Regions from separate parts of the Mus musculus genome. Here region 2 is linked to region 1. Evidence: chromatin contacts called from public capture Hi-C data. All regions are on one chromosome and are shown on one strand. The core of a region is the stretch at or near the end of the contact, and the rest is flanking DNA. Distances in the headings are between cores, read along the strand shown. Region 1 overlaps Pnpt1 (polyribonucleotide nucleotidyltransferase 1). Region 2 overlaps Sptbn1 (spectrin beta, non-erythrocytic 1).

Evidence for each region. Capture Hi-C pulls out chosen DNA fragments and counts their contacts.
Region 2: a contact with region 1 is called in a capture Hi-C map of macrophages, with 7 times the contacts expected there. The contact joins two enhancer-like sites. A contact is called at or near these places in 1 of 39 promoter capture datasets (pre-B cells), 1 of 484 Hi-C or Micro-C datasets (bone marrow-derived macrophages), 4 of 115 datasets of contacts at active chromatin or transcription factors (astrocytes, bone marrow-derived macrophages, double positive thymocytes and 1 more) and 2 of 9 other capture datasets (liver and macrophages).

The regions. Positions count from the first base shown.
Region 1 is chr11:29,146,145-29,151,082 of GRCm38.p6, forward strand. It overlaps Pnpt1 (polyribonucleotide nucleotidyltransferase 1), which reads left to right. Exons shown (of 28, transcript NM_027869.2): 15 at 652-688; 16 at 1,154-1,220; 17 at 1,300-1,389; 18 at 2,134-2,187. Among named protein-coding and RNA genes, the nearest start is that of Pnpt1, 18 kb to the left of the region's middle. Within about 2 kb of position 2,912, at least 9 of the 459 cell types and tissues checked have an H3K27ac peak or open chromatin away from gene starts, as enhancers often do. A contact at or near this core is called in macrophages, where this site is marked.
Region 2 is chr11:30,190,458-30,195,387 of GRCm38.p6, forward strand. The region is part of intron 1 of Sptbn1 (spectrin beta, non-erythrocytic 1); the gene reads right to left. Among named protein-coding and RNA genes, the nearest start is that of Sptbn1, 27 kb to the right of the region's middle. Within about 2 kb of position 1,679, at least 11 of the 459 cell types and tissues checked have an H3K27ac peak or open chromatin away from gene starts, as enhancers often do. A contact at or near this core is called in macrophages, where this site is marked.

The DNA.
Region 1 (4,938 bases), core at 1,662-4,161:
CCAAACTGATGGTAATAACTCCTGATTGTTTTCAGGATTGCTACCTAACACCCCCCACCCCATTTTTTTATGTACGTAATTAACAGTTCAGGAACTGGGGATGTATGTAGCTCAGTTGGTAGTGTTGCCTAACATATAAAAGATCCTGGATGCAGTCTCCTTCACCACCTAAATCTATCTTAGTGGTATATATACACCTGCAGTTACAGCACTGAGAAGGTAGACGCAGGAAGATCAGTAGACTACGCTATCCTTGTCTACCTAGCAAATTGGAGGGCAGCCCAGGTACATGAGACCCTGTATCTAAAACACAACAACAAAAGATCATTTTGGGGGGGAAGGAAAATTGTTTTCCTCAGTCAGTCTAGAATTCAGGTGTAAGTACCAGCTGTTGGAAGACATCTCTCAGTTTCTCATGGGGCTGAAGCAGGAGCATTACCTAAATAAGGGGTTTGAAACCAACCTGGGCAAGCATATATAAAGAGACGATCTCAAAAAAAAAAAAATCCTATTCACCCTCTCTTCTTCAGGTTTTGTGTTTCCAACCAACTTATTAATACTCAACTATTTTTCTAAAATCATAATAAATCATTTATAGAAGTAAGTTTGTTTATGTCCTTATAATGGTTTTGGTATTCCTTTTTCTTGTAGTGGGGTAAAAGATAAAAATTTCATGCTGCACTATGAGGTAAGATACATTTTCTCCCCAACATTTTTATTGTGAAAATACCTTCTGGCTTCCACATACACCAGCCACACACACATTTACATAGACATACAGACAGACAAAACACATATACAAATAAAATAAAAATAAATCTTTAAGTGAAATAAATTTTCATAACCTTTCCTACCCTCTAATCTACTTAAACAAATAGCTAATTTTACTAATATGATATATACTTGGGTTTTTTCAATCACCTACCAAATATAAATTAAATGCATATGTAGATAGATTATAGTCAGATGGGCAGACTGATGGACGTACAGGCAGATAGATACTATACCTTTTAGAACCAGAGTGGGGTTCTGTCATACTGTAATGTGTTGTACTGTTTGCTAATGTATCTGCGGCCTTGCCATGTCACTAACGTGTGTGTGTGTGTGTGTGTGTGTGTGTGTGTGTGTGTGTGTGTGTGTGTGTGTTTTCAAGTTCCCTCCTTATGCAACCAATGAAACCGGCAAAGTTACTGGTGTGAATCGAAGAGAACTTGGACATGGTGAGTACAGTTCTAAGCTTGTGTTATAGTCTTAGAGAGACTTAGTGCTTTTTGCTTACTGTTTCCTATTCTGATTCAGGTGCTCTTGCCGAGAAAGCTTTGTGTCCTGTTATTCCCAAAGATTTTCCTTTTACCATAAGAGTTACATCTGAAGTCCTCGAATCAAATGGTATGATACTGCAATATTTCTTTCCTAGTATAAAAGACTAGATTCCCTGATGCAGTCTTAACTTTTCTAAGGTTACGTTATGTCATGTTCTGCAGGAAACAATGTTAAGTTGATCTGTTCTTAGGCACTAAGTTATTGTGAAAGCAAGCATGTGTAAAGCAAGCATTTCCCCTTTTGCATTTATTATAATACATCTAGTTTTGGTTACTATTTATTTTTTCCAAACAAGCAACAGAGCAAGATTGACTTAATGCTTTTATATCTTTATTTGTTTGTTTATATATTGGTGAGTGCTGGGATTGCAAGTGAGAGAAACTTACATCTACAGACACACAGAAGGCAGGGAGAAAATCAGATGTCCTACTCTATCAGTCTCGCCTTGTTCCAGTGATACAAGGTTTCTCACTGAGCTTAGAACGAAGCTGGCAGCCAGCAAGCCTTAGTGATCTCCCTGCCTCTATACCTGGTTGTTGGGGATCCATGTACGTTTGGCCACACACCCAGCTTTTTCTTCTTTTTAAAATGGGTGCTAAGAATTGAAACTCAGCTTCTCCTACTGTACAGCATGCACTCTGACCCACTTAGTCATCTCCAGCCCATCAAGTTTGTTACAAAGAAGGACAAGAAGACCGTTGACTGTGTTTAAGAACAGCATTTACAAGGAAATAAGCAACGCTAATGTTAAGAAATTAATATATTACAATATAAGTGGTTCTCCTTTTTTATTTTTCCTTTCCCAAATAGGGTCATCTTCTATGGCATCTGCATGTGGTGGAAGTTTGGCATTAATGGATGCAGGTAAAGATTATGTCTCAAAACTGTTAGTATTTTACATATATATTCATTAGTACAGAATATAAAATTTGTTTAGATTGGATTTAATAAAAGTCAAAACCGTGGGCTAGATACAATATAATTACATCAGAAAGATATTAGCTGAAGTTCTTATTTTTAGCTAAAAGACATTGGAAATTTATAATATACTGAAAATTATAAACACTTGCCTTGGTGACCAAATGCACTTTCTCACCTTCCAAAAGTGGAGACTTCCAGAATTGATTCTTGTCAATAAAGAAGTTTCAACTAGTAAACAAAAGCATTAGAATCCATGAGAGAGAGTAACCATGTAGTGTCTGAATAGGTTTATAGTAACCACTATATTGGAGAGAGCAGCACTCTAAAAGTATCCACAGAAACGATTCTATAGGAGGTATACGGGAAGTAGTTTGATGCAACCCTTGAGTCTGTGACACGAAAAAAGAAAGAGCTCATGTTTTAGGCGTTCATGAACTGTTTCTGGTAGTTACAGTGCTACTCAAAAAATAAATAAATAAATAAATAAATATATATATATATATATATATATATATATATATATATATAGAGAGAGAGAGAGAGAGAGAGAGAGAGAGAGAGAGAGAGAGAGAAAAGGCACCCAAAGGTACTACAGAGGACACACAACGATTTCTCTGTTAAGCTTGAACATTTACAACACAGATATAAAATCTAGAAGGGAGCATAACCCAAAGAGGAAGTGAAACAGTCATGTGAGTAGATTTTAATGTTACTTAGAAACAGTAAAGCTTCAATCAGGCTAAAGCGAAAACTGCTAATGATCTTTTCCCAGTTCTATTTACCAGAGGTACATATATTAAATTTTCTATTGTTTGTCTTCATTCATTTTACAAATCTTCACCTATAAATCAAACAGTGATCTAAGTCCTTGGGACATAGTGATGAGCAAATAAGTCATTTCTTTTAAAAACAAGTTACTTTCTCAGCCAAGTCTCAAATTTAAAAAGAAAAAAAAAAAAAAGCAGCCAAGAATCATGGTTTAATTCCAGCACTCCAGAAGTAGAAACAGGCAGATCTCTGAGTTCAAGGCTGACCAGAGTGACTTAATAAGATTCTATCTCAGAAAAATGCTAAGAAAAGACTAACTGAAAGGTAAAAGACTTTTTCCCTCGCTTCAGAGATAGTGTTATGTAATTCAGGCTGGCCTAGAACTCCTGATTCTCTGGTCTCTACTTCCCAAGTGGCTGGGATTACAGGACAAAGATCTGTCTAAGGAAATATAAGGGGATTCCAGGTTTAGACTAATATTGCCAGTGGTGATGCACTGACATGAAGCATAGGCAGTTGTTGATTTTACAAGACTACACTTTCTGTAAGATAGAACTGTAGGACTTCCTAAGACTCTCAAGTAGTTCATAAAAGACACGTGTAGGGCTGGACACATGTAAGAGCACTGGCTACTCTTAGAAAGGACCTTGATTTGGTGCCCAGTACTTAGGGAGTGGCTTAAAACCATCTGTAACTCCAGTCCTAGAATATCTTATGTCCTCTAGCCTCCTGGGCACTGGGCCTACATGTGGTGCTCAGACATAAATGCAAGCAAAACACCCATACACATACAGTAATGAAATAAAACTCTCTTTAAAAGGGAATGGGTGAATATATTTTAGAATGAAAAGTGGCTATAGAAAGGAGCCAGAAGATAATAAAGAGAAATAAATAATGTCTATAACTGACTTTGTTGTTATTTCTGGGTGGAAAAAAAAAAAACCTAAATTCCAAATGAGGTGGAGGAATACTGTTATCTAGAAATCTCTCTTATCAGGGTAGGTATCTTTTATGTAAATGGTACAGAATTTTATACTAAATAATAGATACATCATCTATGACTACTAATCAATGTATAAGAGAAAGGTACCACAGGAGAGAGGTACCAGGTAGAATACTTAAAAGATGCCTCATCAGCAGCCCATTTCCTTTCCATAACAACAGTGACCTCCCAATATAAAGGATGTTAGTAAAAAGGAATAAGGGTAGCTGTCATCCAGCTTCTGGTGGCAAGATGGCAACTTTGGGACCAGCCAAAGCCACACAGCAAGGCTCTGTCTCAAAAAGAGAAGAAAGAAAAAGGAATGGTAACTATTGTATTAAATGATAAAATCTATTCATTTCTGACAGAGTCTCACTATGTAACCCTGGCTGTCCTGCAGATCAAGCTGGCCTTGATCTCACAGAGATCACTTCTAGAGTCCTGGGATTAAAAGAGTATACCACCACACCCACTAAAGTTTATGTCTCTTTTTTTAAAAAAGATGAAAAATATAAACACATGTAAAAATATTGAATTTAATAAGAATTAAAATCAAGTACTGTAGAAAGGGCCAAGAAAAAGTATGCAGTTTAGTTCAAAGAAATGAGTGCTTCTAAGCCCTAAGCCAAGCCTGCACACTCTTGACACAAATGGAATCTATTTTTTTAAAAAGCTTACAGGTATAGAAATTAACATAAAATACCAATGAGCAAATTGATAAGTATGTGTATTGCACAGTGGAAAATAATAAATTAGGTTGAGGATAACTGAGTTAGAGGCCATGATATTTTACCTAGTTTAAAGGTTGAATAGTTAGGTTAGAATGAGGCCCATTGAAAACATGGACTGAGTAGCCTGTGCAAAATGATGAAGTTATAAAATAGCATTGTTGTCTGAATGTATTCAAAGGAACCATTAAGTAAGTGAACCAGATTTTGAAGGCC
Region 2 (4,930 bases), core at 429-2,928, 1.0 Mb after region 1:
ATTTTAAAGTCAACTTTACTTGACTTTTATTTAAAAATTAGGATCCTTCTTGCTTTTATTTAAAGTATGCCATACTGACCAAACTACAAAGCTTTCAAGTAGCAAGTTCTGAGTACTCATTAAATGGCTTAATACTGTCAAATCTTTAATTAAACTAATCATTCAGCATTAGAAACATGCCCTTATCTGAGGTTTTTCACCGTTTTTTAATTTTTACTTTTTCATAGCTGGATCTTAGTTATAAAGTTGTTGGGGAGATGAGAGGGGAGTATCAGAATCTGAAAACTCCTGGCTTTTTCACTGTCTGGGCTGCTAATCTATGCAAGTAGAATTCTAGCACAGCAGACTTAAGGCTGGGAAGATACCCTTACCTGTCTGTAGAGCTGTTGTTAACCATACCAGTTTCCACCACAGACAGTTAAACATCTAAACCCCTGAAGTCAGAACAACACGGGATTCTTACAGTCTGTGTGCACATTTAAGCTTTCTTTAAAGGAAACTTGACCAGGACAGCCAGAACTACACAGAGAAACCCTGTCTCAAAAAAGAAAAATCAAAAACAATAAATAAATACATACATAGGAGACTTGAAAGAGTTTCCAACACCACCCTGGTAAAGTCAACCCTGGACGTTCCTTTGAGAGGGAGCAAAGGCCAGATTTTCAGGTAGATCAGTGCAGGGTGTAGTCAGGCTCCACCCACCACATTTCCAAGCAGCAGAAATTTTTGTTCTTTAGGTTAAACCTAATAGGTTATTTATTAGGCATATAGAGGTGAAGTGTTGAGCTGAACCATTCTCAGGGCTTATATATACACTATTTCCCTCTTTAACTCAATGGAAGAACGGGGTAACTGACCGCATGAGGCACAGGCTCACAATTGTTACGTGGCTTCCTTAGTTATAGCAGGATAGAGCCCACTCCTGGCTGGCCAAATGCCTTTTTCTTTAGTATACAACTTTATTCTAAATACATATTCCTCCAAGTTTTCGCTTCTCCATAAGAAATCAGATTTTTATGCCTGTCCCTGTATGGAAGCAACTTGAGGAATGTACAGAGACTACCTGGAAAGCTAGTTAAAAATACTTATTGTTGGGCTATACCAGAGTCCCAGATTCACATAACTTAAGAAGGTAGTTTCTGTTTCTAGCATGTTCTCAAGATGGGTTGGTACTACTGATTTAGAGTCCCCATCTTAATAGTTTCAATTTGAAAATCTCTTAATGAAACATAACCCATACTCTTAACAAATATTCAGCGGCTTCTCAGCGTGAGATGGGCAGGTCTGATAGATAGAACCCAGTCTGATCTTTGGGCTCCTAGATGGAGGAAATAGAAGAAAAACAAATGAGTAAATATTAAAGCTACAACAAAGAGCAATGTGTGAAAACCACAGCAGAATGGTCAGGCGCTTGCTATCAGTTTACATTTTAGGGAGGGAAACCAAATGGGGGTTTTGACTTTCATCTCCCTAGGAAAAGACACATCTGAGCTGAACTTCTGAATAATTCCTGGCTCATGAAGCAATTCCCAATCCAGAAAACCAAGTAGAGGCTGAGAATGATGAAAAACTCCTAAGATTCTGCAGAACAGTTTCCTTCCTCGGGTCTGACTGCCAGAAGGAGGCAGGGCTTTTTAGAAAGCCACTGCAACACTCGGACCTTCCGAGGCATAAGATGTGTCAGAAAGCAGAAGCCTCCTCTCTTTGCTACATAACTGACATGTAGGAGGCCTCTTAGTAGTCTTCTTAAACATTTTGTTTAAGGACTGAAGAGGTCTGGTATTCCTTTGGCTGCCTAAACTGAAATCTGAGCAGCTCTCAGCACATACTAATTGCCCACACTCTGCCCATACATTGAAGTAGTTACTACAGGAGGGTTGTCAAATTTGGACTTAGAAAAGCCTGGATTTAGATCAGTCATATTGACTTTATAAAGACACATATGTCTTTATAAAAAGCAAGTGACTATCTGCCCCACAGAATTACTGGTACTGAGGAAATGCACATTTATTTGGAATTTACTAAATACTATCTTTCATGCTGAGTACTTTAAGAAAAATCTATTAAGCCAGATGACATACATTAAGGTTAAGTGCTATGAAAATAATTATAATTAGCACATCATTAAAAAAACAGGGTTGAGTCACAAAGTTATCAGGACTTAATCCTGAGATGAAACTGGGGAAAGGTTTGATTTGCTTTGATGATTTGCCCCATAAAGTTGTCTGAGGAACATAACAAAAACAAAACAATACAGCGCATTTCATAAAATCCCTCAAATGTCCTCATATATAATCCTACCCCTAACCTTCCTACGAAAAATGGAGGAAGAAGAGGAGGAGGAAGAGGCCATTTGCTGCTGGAGATAGCGTGCAGCTTTAGTAGAGGATTAGAGTTTGGGTCCCAGCACTCCCATGGCTCTTAATAACTAAGTTTTATTTCCGGGACTCTAACATCATCTCTCTAGCTTCCATAGGCATTCCATACACATGCAGGAAAAACACTCATATACTGAAGATAAAAATAATGTTGGTCTAGAAAGTTGGGTCAGAGGTCAAGAGCACTTGCTGCTCTTGTAGAGGACCCAGGTTTAGCTCCTACCTGAGCCCACATGGCTCACAACCATCTCCATGTACACAGTCCCAGGGGATCTGACACCCTCTTCTGAAGTCTGAGGACACAAGGCACAACATGCTATGCATACATACATGCAGGTAAAACATCCATACACAAAATAAATTTAAAAATTATGTCATCAAGTCTGTTCACATTGTAATGGGAAATACTGAACATTTGTCTTTAAGACCTTAAGTATAGACTTAGACATTTTCTTTCTCTAAGGCTATTGAAATGAGGTAAAGCATATATTTTAAGTCACACCACAAACCAAAAGTTTACTAAAAACTTAATAAATGTTTTTCTGTGACAGAGTGATAGTGGCCCTCGCCTTTAATCCCAGCACTCAGAAGATAGAGGCAGGCAGAACTCTTTGAGTTCTAGGCCAGGTTAGGCTAGAGAAAGTTCCAGAATAGCCAGGGATATGCAGAGAAACCTTGTCTTGAAAAGATAAAGATATAAGGGTTCTTTATGAATCATGGGTATAAAATCAGCACTCATCTTTCTCCAAGACCTAAGAAATTAAAATAGCCAAGGATGGTGGTGGGCACCTATAATCCCAACATTTTGAAAAGAACAAGGAATTTAAGGCCAGACTCAATTACATAGTGTGTTTGGATTATATGAGTCCCTGTCTCAAAAATGGTGGTTCAGTAGTAGAAAAGGGTGACAGGGAATTAAGAGCTGGTAAGATAGCTCAATGTATAAAGGAACTTACTGAGCAAGACTAGTGAACTTTTAGTTCAATGCTCAGGACCCATAGAAAGTTTGAAGGTGGTATCCAACTCCACAGAGCTGTCCTCTAACCTCCATACACGTCACATACATATACAGTATAAGTAAGTAAATTATTAATTTTTATAGTTAAGAGGCTGGAAAGACAGCCTAATGGTTACAGTGCTTGCTACTCTTTCAGAGGACTGGAGACCGCTCCCAGCTATCACACTGGGTGGGTGACAAAAATCTGTAACCTCTAGGACATATGATGCTTTCTTCCCACTTCCAAGGGAAAACACAAAACACACACACACACACACACACACACACACACACACACACACACACACACACGTAATTAGAAAGCACCTCAGCATGTAATGAGCAGGGAAATGAACTCCTGTGGCCCGAAATTCAGTATTCTAGGGCAAACTCATCCAGCCAGAAGCTGCAGAAAGCGCTTCTCCAGAATGGTGCTAACCATAGAGTAAGGTGCAAAGAAGATTTAAAAAAACAAAACAAACAAACAAAACCTGTTTTGATGCTTTCCCTCTGGATTCTGCCTCTGCTATCTCACTGCTACAGCCAATCAGTGCTCTGGGCTGAGAGGAAGGGAAGCGGAAGAAGGCAGGCTAGAGATGAGGGACTGACTACCTGTCTACAGGTTTGACTGCAGTGAAGGAGTTGGAAGAGGAAGACCACACAGTATAGGGCCATTTGCACAAGTCCTGAATGCCAAGCTCAAGAGCGTATACTTTTTCATATACAATAAGCATGCATAAGAGAACACAGTGGGAGACTAACAAGGCAGAGGATTCTCCCACAAGGACTAAGCAGGCAGATGTACAACTACAGGGAAGGTATTGTGAACTTCTGTAATCACAGTTTTCTAAGCAGGAAGCTGAAACCAGTTGTTTCAACTTTCTTCGCTTATCTTAAAGTAAAAAAAGCAACAACAGAAAATGAATCCAACTTTATAAGACAGGGGTTGACCTGAATAATTTAATTTGACAGGTGGAAAAATGAAAGAAAGCTATGTACTGGTGGCTAAAGTCAGAGTTCAGAGATTGAAGACCCTGACCTCTCTTATTATGAACTTAGGAGTGATTAAAACAAGCTAACCAAAACCAGTATCTCTCAGTTCCTTAAGCCAATGAGATTCCCCCACCCCCACCCCGCCACTTACTCACTGGCCCATAAATCTCTACACACTATGTTATCTAAACAGACCAGGTTTCTCTTAATATCAGGTTTTGCTCAGCTGCTAGAAAAGCAAACTCCAACCAACTGCATCCAGCAACAAATATAGTAACATACTTCCATGAAATGAAAGCCCTTCCCAGACATATATACCAAGTATATAAATTCATAAGGGGGGCATTAAAAAAAAATCAACAAAACATCCCATACACTAGGTGACAAGAGCTAAGAAAGATTATTCCCCAGGCCTTCGAGCATGTATAAAATTATACCAGTACATAGAATTTATGTTATCAAAAATAACATTTACAAGAACTACAAGGATCAGAACAGCACACCAAGGATCAGGAGCTGAGAAAGGTTTTTATATAAACTCTCAGCTGGGCGTTGTGGCACA